2 separate regions of the Triticum aestivum genome follow, and region 1 is linked to region 2. The links are chromatin contacts, called in public Hi-C maps. All regions are on one chromosome and are shown on one strand. The core of a region is the stretch at or near the end of the contact, and the rest is flanking DNA. Distances in the headings are between cores, read along the strand shown.

What was found. A called contact is a pair of places that touch in the nucleus more often than the background predicts.
Region 1: a Hi-C map of leaf shows a contact between it and region 2, with 5 times the contacts expected there. The contact joins the promoter of LOC123139992 here to the promoter of LOC543077 in region 2. A contact is called at or near these places in 2 of 5 Hi-C or Micro-C datasets (both in leaf).

Annotation. Positions count from the first base shown.
Region 1 is chr6B:719,414,176-719,420,143 of IWGSC CS RefSeq v2.1, reverse strand. It overlaps LOC123139992 (signal peptide peptidase-like 4), which reads right to left and starts at 3,974. Exons shown (of 14, transcript XM_044559724.1): 1 at 3,664-3,974; 2 at 2,086-2,244; 3 at 1,889-2,000; 4 at 1,430-1,546; 5 at 1,121-1,272; 6 at 861-1,043; 7 at 279-313; 8 at 1-124. The coding sequence starts at 3,804.
Region 2 is chr6B:718,635,261-718,640,581 of IWGSC CS RefSeq v2.1, reverse strand. It overlaps LOC543077 (50S ribosomal protein L9, chloroplastic-like), which reads left to right and starts at 3,498. Exons shown (of 6, transcript NM_001427935.1): 1 at 3,498-3,691; 2 at 4,254-4,384; 3 at 4,918-4,963. The coding sequence starts at 3,560.

The DNA of each region.
Region 1 (5,968 bases), core at 2,725-5,224, 780 kb before region 2:
CCGGCGATAAACAGCCCATAAAACAGCAAAGACAATGCAAAATGGACAAACTGCCAATGTAAGGTATGAAACAGCTCCAAAAAATGGCACTTTTACAAATGATCTTGCGGCAGGTTTGAACCATCTGAAAGATACCACAGTTTTCAGGTCAGTAACACATTTACCCTTTTCTTTAAACTATGGCTGTGAAATCACAGATTAAAAGGAGAACTGAAACATATCTACACTGTGCATATACCCAGAAAATATGAATGTATCTCATCGAGCAATAAATTTACCTTGACAATAAAGCCACCAAGCACGTTTGCAAACCCTGGATAAAAAAGGAAAGCATAATGTGTCATCAGCTCAAGAAATTCGCGACGAAATATAGCAAAAATAGGATATCAATCAACGAAATCAAGATCGGTTCACTCTGCAGCTGTACTAGATAAGTGTGATGTTGGTCATTCAACAGCAGCCACAAAGCTAGTTGTTCATTTGTGGATAATATCTTTAGTGTTCAAATCAAAAGGTACAGATTAAAAAGGAGGAGCTTCAATGCTCTGTAGGGAAAACGAATGACACCTTTGTTTAAAGAAGGTTTAACATTTAAGGGCCTAATTTAACCATTCTCCAAATTGCATTGATTCATGATTTGTGCCATCTAGTTTTAATGTGGAATACTCCCTCCGTCCGAAAAAGCTTGTCCCTCAAATGGATGTATCTAGCACTTTGGGACAAGCTTTTTCGGACGGAGGGAATACTATATAAGTACTATTCTGTTTTAGTAACTAAGCATACAGTACTACAAATCAAAATTTAAAGCAGTGGCAAAGTTGAAATAAGTATAGTTTTAAAAAGGATTTCATTATACGCACCTCTACACCACCAATGCAAAATATAACCACCAGGAGCTCCACAAACCAGTGAGACATCAATTTGTAAAGCATTACCAAAAACAGTGATGCAACCACAATAAACAGCATTGCCGACGTCATGGTGATATCTACCATACCAGTAGAACCTTCGGCCTCAATGTTAACTGAACTTTCATGGCCATCCTATACGAATAATGTGCCTGTTAGTTTTTCTTTCCGAAAATCCAAAATAACTGATCGTATAAAGCATCGAATAAAACCTTTAGAAGTTTCTCTTGTTCAATAAGTGCTTCTCGAGCACTCCATGCTGACCAGTATGATGCGCCAAGAATGGTACCAACAGCCATAAGCCATAGAAACACCTCAGCCGTATCAACTAGGGGTCGATCTGGAGAGTATAACTGCACTGACACTGAGAAAATTGAAAGAGCCTATTAGCTATAAATATAATACAGTATGGTAGAAGAGTCCCAAATACATAAATATAAACCAAATATAGGGATTAGACAACCTTGTGTTCACAGGACAATGTACAAGATTTGAGGGGGATTAAAGACCTAATGATTTACCTTTACCAAGTGAGAGAAGACCCTGTAAAATGGTGCCTGCATCTTTTGGCAGAAGAACTGCAGGTATATTTATATCCAGATCCGTTTCATTTTGATCACAAACCATCTTGTATAGCTCTGCAAACAAACATATGCCATTTGTTAACGCCAAACACATGTGTTGAAATACAAGGCATTAGCCAAAAGTGTGCTCTTCTAAATATACAAACATGCACCACCAAATGTGTACGCGCAACTATGAGAAACAATTGTCCAATAAATAATCAAAAGGCTTAAATAAGGTTGTGATGGTCATTCTAGTGGTAAAAAATGGTATGTACATTGTCAAGCAACTTGTTTTGTTGATCTCATTTAACTGTATCCCAACATCTTATCTTCTAATTAAATACCAGTTGAGAAAAATCATACATGGAAAACATTGTGTGCTGAATTTTATGAGACGGGTCATATAGGGCATACCATGCCGATTATTCAGGATTATAATAGCAGAAGCACCAGCATCTTCAGCAACCTTAGCTTTTGTAGTGAACTTACAATCTCCTCTTTGCACTAGCAAAACTTCTCCAGCAACCTAGATAAAGGAATAATTAATCACTACACAACAATGTAGGATACTATAAAAAATTCGCAAATGGCTAAATTTCTAGAAAGGTAACCTTTTCTTTGAGAGGGGTACAACAATCAAAAGGCTCTGCTATTAGTAGTCCTGTCCGGTTCGCGTGCTTTTCCTTTGACTCTATTATGGGGCCAAACCGAGCACCAACACCAACAAACTCATCGGTCTCTCTGTTTTTCACCCAAGTTTGCACCTTTACCTGAAAACAAGGTGAGGAAACAACATTTGAGAATGAGTACATTGTCCATTAAAAATAAGTACTCCCTCCATCCCATAATGTAAGACGTTTAGTGTCAAAAACGTCTTACATTATGGGACGGAGGGAGTAGATGCTAAAGTTCAAAATTTCCGTCGGGAAAAAAGAAAGAGCTGCAGCGTTGAGGATGAAGAGAAGCATAGGAGATTCAGAGACAACCATAATTTTCCCTTGTTGATGTGGGCACTCCACGCTCACGTGTTGGCTCCTCTTGCGTGAACCGGTCGGTGGGTCAGCACTACGACACAGAGCCTAAACGACAAAGTCGATTATACTAACCAAATTTCAATTTTCGCGCCCTTGAGTTGTCGCCTTACATCCCTCCTATCGTTTACTTATATAACACGCAAAGGCAAATAGCCACCTCCATCTAGGTAAATCCCACAGGAACCATAATAATTAGCTAAAATTAATGAGGATCTGAGTTGGTAACATAAAAGCCCAGGTGGAGCTCATGAGTCATGGTACTTATGACCAGACCCTTGATTAGATAAAAAGAAAACATAAGTGCACGGTAGACTGTAAACCTGCTCAAGTGGATTACGTGCACGGCAGTGTATCAACAACTAATTGGGTGGATGTTGGAAATGACTATGGACATCTTGAGTTGGTAGTATTCTCCTACATGATTCCAGGGCATCAGAATACCTCGTTACGATGCTTCAAGTTGGATCATCACTATCACCCATTCAGCATATCTAGAAAATTTCCACAATAGGAAACTCCAGCAGCTTTGAAGACTAGTCCAATCAGCTTAATAAGATAAAGCTAGATACTAACCCTCGATAGCGACATCAACATGTATTAGCTAACAGATCATGCAATGTCAAAGCCATAATTGCCCCCATTTGACTAACTTCTGACTTGTAAAAGCGGCCATTTCTCGAACCTCCACCATGACAACTAAAAGCCTCAGATAGCTCGTATGGTGCTCGGTCTCATGTCAAATACAGTAGTAAGTAAGGGTCGTTAGCCCCTGATCAAATACTAGTATACTGGCACCACCAGCAACATAGTACTCCAGGATAATTAATTAGCGACGGAATCTCCTCAGCTCGCAGTACAAAAATACCTAACTCCAAACAGAGCTGGCGGTGTTCCTCCAGAGCCCACGCCGGAGCACCTGCCCGGATCGACCTAACTGAATTGCATTTAATGGAAAGCTGCGCCGCCTAACTCCACAATCCACGGATCGAGCAAGCGCGCGGCTCCTCGGGATCCGGGGTCGCGCGCCCGGCCAGAACGGAGCCCCGCCTGCCACCCGGGCACGGCTCGGAATCAAGAACCGGGGCCGGCCGCTCCACTGACTCGGGAGAAGCTGGGGTGAGGAGGAGGGGGAGTGGGGCGTGGCGGGGGACGTACGAGCATGAAGTCGTTGGAGCAGCCGGGGATCTTGGGGGCGTCGTCGTCCTGGTGGACGATGTCGCCGCCGGCGGCCACCCCCGCGAGCGCCGCCGCCACCAGCAGCAGCGCCGCCGCCGTCGCCCGCGCCCCGGCGCCCATCGCCGCGCTTCGGGGGTGGGGCCTGGGTTGCTGGGAGGGAGGGATCGGCCGCGAGCAGCTCGGCCGACGGCTGGAATGGCCGGCCGGACGGGGAGAGAGAGGGAGGGAGCACGAGGAGGGAGGAGATAGATCTGTCTGCGAGTGAGCGTCGGGCGGAGGCTGCAAGTGGGGCCGGCGCCGCACGGGGGGGGGGGGAGATGTGTGGGCGGTGGGGCCCACATGTCAGTAACAAGCCGGCTTCTTTCATTCACGTGCTCTTTCTTTCTTCGGCTTAGGTTGGTTAAGTGGAAGTGGAGCAAGCAATCTTGTCTCTTGCTCCATTCAGCACCGCTTTTGCTGATGAAACCTCCGGCTTCTCCCATAATATAAGCTCGAACTTACATTTATGGGACGGAGGGAGTAGTAGTGTTTTGAAAAACTTGTTCAAAAACACACATCATTTTGGAAATTTTGAGGCGGTCATTTAGTGGTTGTTTATGTGGTTATGGCAGTGAGGTCACCGGGTTGGGATGCGGCCGACGGTGCCGATGAGAGGTGTCACCATAGGTCTTGGTGTCGACGTACATTCGATGGGGGACAGTTGAGGGGGTGGGGACTGTTGTGGATGAAGATGGGTGTGACGGCGTAAATGACCGACTTATAGGTCTTGGTGTCGACGTACAACCGATGGGGGACAGTTGAGGGTAGTGGCGGAGCTATGGGCCGATTGTTGGGCGGGCCAGACACAGAAACTACACCGAACACTTGATTTTTAGGCCCTGTTTTTCTGTCTTCCTTCCCTGTTTTCTCCTGGGCTGGGCGGGCCAAGGCCCAGTTTGGCCCTCACGTAGCTCCGCCCCTGGTTGAGGGGGTAGGGTGATGTCATGGATGAAGATGGGCTGCCAAGGTGTAAGTGATGGCTTATAAGTTGGAGAAGAATTTTGAAAAAATCACCAGCACATGCGATCCCAATTGGCAAATTAACAAATTGGATCTATAAAGCTTGCTTTTTTTAATGATGGATGCGATGATGCGGAGTGACATGGTACCATTTAATTTGCAGGATTTAGCTAAAATCAATAACTAAGTTATTTGCGCCTATTTCTTGTCGCCATTGCCGATGAGCAATGATAATTGTCATGTGTGTGTTAACTCATTATATTTGACTTAGTTTGTAATAAGTATTGAAGTTCATGAATTTTATTCGACTCGATTTGGTCATAACTTCATGTAACCCCATGTGAATACACAAGAATGATTGCACAAAACGATTGAAACACAATTAGATGTTTAAGTGAAAGCTCCTTGGGCTCCATCTAGAAAGAATGTGACTTTGCTGCCGGCTTCTAGCAACCATGATTCAATGAACCATGCAACGATTATGAGCATGTTTTACTCACTCCGGTCCTTTTTAGTCTGCATATAAGTTTTGTCCAAAGTCAAAGCATTTCTACTTTGACCAAACTTATAGAAAAAATATCAACATTCATAATGTCAAATCAATATTGTTAGATTTACTGTTAGATTAATTATGAAATGTAGTTGCATAGTATATATATTTGGTTGTGTACATATTGATACTTTTTAATACATATTTGGTCAAACTTTGCAAAGTTTGACCTGACTCAAATCTAATACGTGGAGTAGAAAGGAACGGGGGGAGTAGTAGCTAGGTGCAACAATAGAGAAGTTGTTTCATTTGGGCATTTTCTACAACTTAGATACAAGACTACAAGTGGCTGGAATTTAATGAAGAGTAAACACCATTGCATTTATGTCAGTTGGAGTAAAACTACTACCATTAACTCAACCCTCTCCTCCATGTCTACTTGTGTGTGTGTGTGTGTGTGTGTGTTCTTAATATTCCTCTTAAAATTCTTCAACATATCGATAAGATCACAAGCCATTGTCTATGGAGTGGGAAAAGTGATCAAGGTGAAACTTGTATTTCTCTCGTGTCTTGGGATAGAGGGTTGTATCCAAAGGATAAAGTTGGGTTGGGAGTAATTAATTAACCTCAACACTCAATATCAAACTATGAATCTATGATCCTAACCTATTTGGACAAGTAACCGTGTGGGCGTTCCTTGGGGTAAGCATGTTATTATCTGGATTCTGTTCGTAGTGCCTCTCAAACTTGTGGCTCTTTCTCGTGCAGATCCAGAATGATGTGATCTCACATCTT
Region 2 (5,321 bases), core at 2,249-4,748:
ATGTTTTGCCGGAGTGTTGATTAATTTCCGTTCCGGCAAATTTCAGGTGCTCGATATGTCCTTTTTTAGCAAAGGTCATGCCGGATTTTTTGGGTTTTGCCGTCGAGTTATAATCTTTGAATTTTGAACACAGGACATGTCTGATGACGATGGGATCCCAGAGTGTGGGTACTGCTACGATGATCGGGGTGTGTGCGACAGGTTTCGGCACCTGCAAAATGATAGGTTTTTCATCGTGAAGCTGGAAGAGACCTTTGATGTTTGTACGGTATGCAACGACAAGCATTTCATCGTAATTAATATCATCACTTGTGCTTCTTTTGTTCAACGTGTAATTTATGGATTTTTTTTCAATTTGATTAGTACATCCCGTGCCATGCTAGACCATATGTATTGGAGAAGCTTGGTTTTGGTTTAGATGAATTTGAGAATGTGGAGACGAGGAGGGCTCACTTAAGAACTAAACATGGTTACGAGTTTCTGGTTAAGCTATACAATGCGGTCGATCACTCCAATTTTGGTTGCTCTAATTGGAAAGCTCTCTGCAAGGCATATGGATTTGAGGAGGGAATGTGAATAAGATTTGATATTCGCCCCGAAGATTATGATGATGATGATAATATCGACATCTGGGTGGATGTGGATATGCCTCCAATTTTGCCTAGATGTGAGTTTGTCAAACTAATTTGTTAAGTTCAGTAATTTATGTTGTTAATTTAAAAATATTTAGTGTTCGTCCGTACTAAGCTTATTTATTTATAATTGTCATCTTATTTCTTATCTTCAAAAAATACTCGGAAGGTAGTAGACAACACATACTACAACTATGACTCCAAGCTTAATTGTGAGGAGAAAGGTTATCTTGTTTCATTCATAGAAGATGTTGAGGCCTTCAAAACCAGTCACTCTATCAGCCCAAATTGTACTAGATACATGCCACCAGTCCACAAATTGCTTGATGGTAACTTCATTGCCAAAAACTTGGTAAGATTTTGTTAATGATGGTAACTTCATTGCATACATTATTCTTAAGTAAACTACATTGCTAACTATATATGTTACTATTACGTTTTTGAACAGAGGCTCCCGAAGCAGGTTGTGCCTGACATGCTATTTACCGAAGGTGATATGCACATGGTTAGCTTACGACCAACTCCTTCGAAGACTTACCATACTGCATACTCGATTTCTTCAAATGATGGAAGGCTCAAAATCAAAGAATGGAGCAAAGTGATGAATGCGCACATGCAAATAATTGGAGACAAAATGAATGTGTGCAAGCCACAAGTTGGAGATAGGTTTGTGTCCATTCTCCATTATGGTGAAGGACCGGTTTATCTGTTTTATTGTATTTTAGCTAGGAGAGAGGAGTAGGTCCTAAGTATTAAGAACAATTAGTTAGTGTTGATTATATATGACTACAATGTCTTAGACTTGATGGTGATGCTGAGTAGGAGTAGTGGTTATGAGTAATATGATGATGATGAGGAGGAGTTGTTATTATAACTAGTGACCAAGTTGTTATATGATGTCTCATGGACGAAAATGATGATTATGAGGAGTTATATGATAATGATGTATTATGATGATAAGTTGTTAATGATATTATGATGATGATGATGATGATAAGTTATTATGTCATTGGGTGAAAGAACCGCGGATTAGTTTCAAATGGATGGATCAAAAGTGCCCCATTGGTTACTTTGGATCCATGCACTTGAAACTAATCCAAGATTCTCTCACCTAGTGATTTAATAACTCATTATAATGTAAAAACAATCTCTAAATTGCTATTGTATGAAAAATTGTATAAAGGTGTATGAATATGACCTAAAATTCAAAAGAAATAGAAGACGAAATAATAGTAGTAGCGGTTGTTTTCGAAAGCGCTACTAGTAATTAGTAGCAGCGGTTGTTTTGAAAATCACTACTACTAAGTAGATATAGCAGTAGCGAGTGCCAGTAGGTGCTACTGCTAAGCTTTAGCTGTAGCGCCGTATCAGTAGCACGCTTACCCACGCTACTGATAGGCCAAAAATCAGCGCTACTGCTAGGCTTTTTCCTAGTAGTGGAAGGCTCGTGGACAAGTGTTGGGGAGCACGGTGGCCATGACTACTAATATGAGCGAGAGAGGCGGGGATGTGGCTAGGGTTTCTCCATGGGGCCAGGGGTGATCTAATGCATCTCGGGTGCCGCCAAATGGACGACAGGTGACCATCGGCGGCATGGACGCGCGCGCAGGCGCCACGCCATGGCCTCTGCCTCCTCGAGGAGGAATAAAGGCTGTAGGTGATTTGGGTTGTGCATTGTTCGGAGTGGGCCTAAGTGCACATGTCAATTTAGTTTTAATCTTTTCTGTTACTATATTAGCTATAGTTTTCTATTTCTTCTCAAAAGAAAAGCTATAGTTTTCTATTTATTCGAGCTAGCAATTGATTTTTGTTGTGAGTGAAACTTTGCACATAAATGCTATGCAATAGTCTGGGGTTGCACAAAATGTTTCACTCCATTTGGAAACATCCAAATTTGTATTTTGTTTTTAAATGGTTTTATTTATTTCTTTTAGTCCTCATAATTGCTGTTGGGGACAAGATGAGAATCCAATTGAGTTTGATTTCATTTTCACAAACACTTGGGATATTTATGACATAATATAAACATTTTTTATTTGCCAATTGAAGAATTATTGTTTGACTTGCATTATAAATTGGAACTTGAATATGTGAGTTGGATTAATTATTAATTGAAATTTAATTATGATGATTATGATGACATGCATACCTCGTTTAAGGTTTCGGCCATGTAACCATTCCCAAATATACGAAAAAATACTAGAGCATCACACCCATAATATAAGATGATCCAACATAGTGTTTGGGAATTTTTTGGCATCCAAGATGCTCAAGTGCCCAAGGTACGTGCAATTTCTCGTTGTGTTAGTACATTCGAGGAGATCATGGCAAAAAAATCAATTTCTCTAACTTTGAAAAACTACACGGTCTAGACTTTTTTTTTGGCATGAGCTCCTCAAATGCCATTTGAGCACAAAGTTTTGCACGCTCCTAGAAAACTATAGAATCTTGGGTAGCAAAAAGATTCAGAGCATTTTGTTTCTTTTCTGTTTTCTAAATTTACTGTTCATCAAGAGCATCCAAGACTCCAAGTGTGGGCACAGTTGTGGGTTACCGAAGCAAACAAACCATTTCTTCTGTGCATGGAAAGAAATCTTACCAAATTGCAACAAGTGTCATGCATACAATGCATCACTTGTCACCACCAGAGGACAGGGGAGTGGCCTTTAAAAGACTAGTGATTTCGACAATCTACTCTGTATACTCTCCTTTTTTTTTCAAGGGGTAAAATACGAAGAGAAAACGAAGAAAAAAAAAGGACAGTTGACGGCCCATATTAAAACCCCTCAGGCGATTGGGCCCCATAGCCCATCGAAATCCTGCCCCTGAGGCCCAAACCATACCAAATCCGCTACTGGTGGGAAAGTGGATAAGAGAGTGCCCCAGCCGAGCTCAACGCCAGAGAGTGCCCCAGCAAGCACACCGCAATGGCGTCGCCGTCGTGTGCCTCCACGCTGCCCTGGACCGCCGCCGCCTTCTCCTACCCGCGCCGCCTCCAGACGCGACGCGCCCCGTCGCTCGTCATCGTCGCGCAGGGCAGGGTCAAGAAGTACCGCCAGGTCCGTCCGTCCGTCACCCCCCCTCCCCTCAATTTCTTCTTTCCTACAGACATTCGCCTCCGTAGATTGGAACAACTGAAAATCGGCAGGATATCAGTAGTGCTTCGCACACGCTCGAGCTAGTTTTTATCTTTCCCGGTGACATTGTTTTCTTCAGGAAAAATGTATCTGACAAACAGACACTGTCAAGAAACAGTAGTAATGTGGCATACTATCATCCTTTCCCCCCACTCATCGGGGAGGGGGCCGATGAGTGGGTGCAAATGGCCACGGGAAATCGAAATGTTGGCCATCAGCTTCGTGCTTGTACAACCACAGCAACTGTTTCTGTTTGTTTGGTCGCTGCTGCCTAGAGTAGAGGTAGAGCAGAAGTCGTTTTGACACCTGAATCCATTAGATGCTCTAGCTATTGGCTGAGGCTGATTGCAGGATGATTTGTTAGTTATAGCAGATGGTTTGGTGCTCACATAGTAGTTATGTCATCATCCTGGTCTCACATAGTAGTTATGTCATATTTGTGGTTCTGACACTGTTTTCATTCGACTGGTTTGGTGCTCTATAGGTCATACTCAAGGACGACATCGATGAGATTAGCGGCAAGAAGGGGGACACGATGAAGGTCCGGGCCGGGTTCTACCGCAACTTCCTGCTCCCCAAGGGCAAGGCCACGCTGCTCACCCCCGACGTCCTCAAGTAACTTCCCTGCCTCGTCCTGCAGTCGTATCTTTGCATTCTTTGTGTACTGTGTAGGTTAAGTTTCTCAGCTGTTACCGATAGGCGGCGGCACTAATGAGATTTGGTTGATGTTTGCTTATCCGTGAACTGCTCGTCGATGCGTTTTGCAGTATGTTTTTCCCGTGCGCGCAAGTTCAGAATCACATTGCGTAATAATTCAGTGGCACGTTTCCTTGTAAGATTTCCAAGAGCAGGCAACCTAGGTTGCTTGCCATTTTCATTAAGATTAGGAAAAGCAGCTTAATTACAAGGAGGGTGAGTTCATTTTGAAGCCTTGTGAATGCTTGTTTTAAGGGATGGTTTTGTACATTTATTTTCTGAAGGCTGGGTTGGTTTTCAGCCTGATTGAGAGTTGAGACATTAGTCTGCATATGTTATATTTGGATCGAGCATGTGTTAAAACATAAAAGTATTCAACAGCGGAAATGTTCAGTCTGGTGTATAAACAAAACTAAGATTACTAAGTTTGTTTCCTCTGCTTCTCTTTGCAGGGAAATGCAACTGGAGCAGGAGAGAATCGAGGCTGAGAAGAAGAGGGTAAGAGAATACTGTATATTTTTGAAGGCTTGATAACAAAAATACGATTGCAGTTTAAGCTTAGCATCTTAGATGTCTGAAAAAGTAAGCAATGGTTGCGGATTTGATCATATATCCTTATATTGTGGAAAACAAAGCATAGTTGCAGTTCAACATCTTGGTATCTGAAAACTTAAGCGCACTTGGGTTTTGACTTTATATCCTTATTTTCTAGGAAGAAGCATAGTTGCACTTTAACGGTTTGACCTAGTATCTTTGTGTATAGAAGAGTAAGTATAGTTGTAGTTTAACCTTACTATCCTTATTTTCTGGAAATGGAACTTGGGTGCAGCTTAACTTTAGTATCAACATTCTGAAA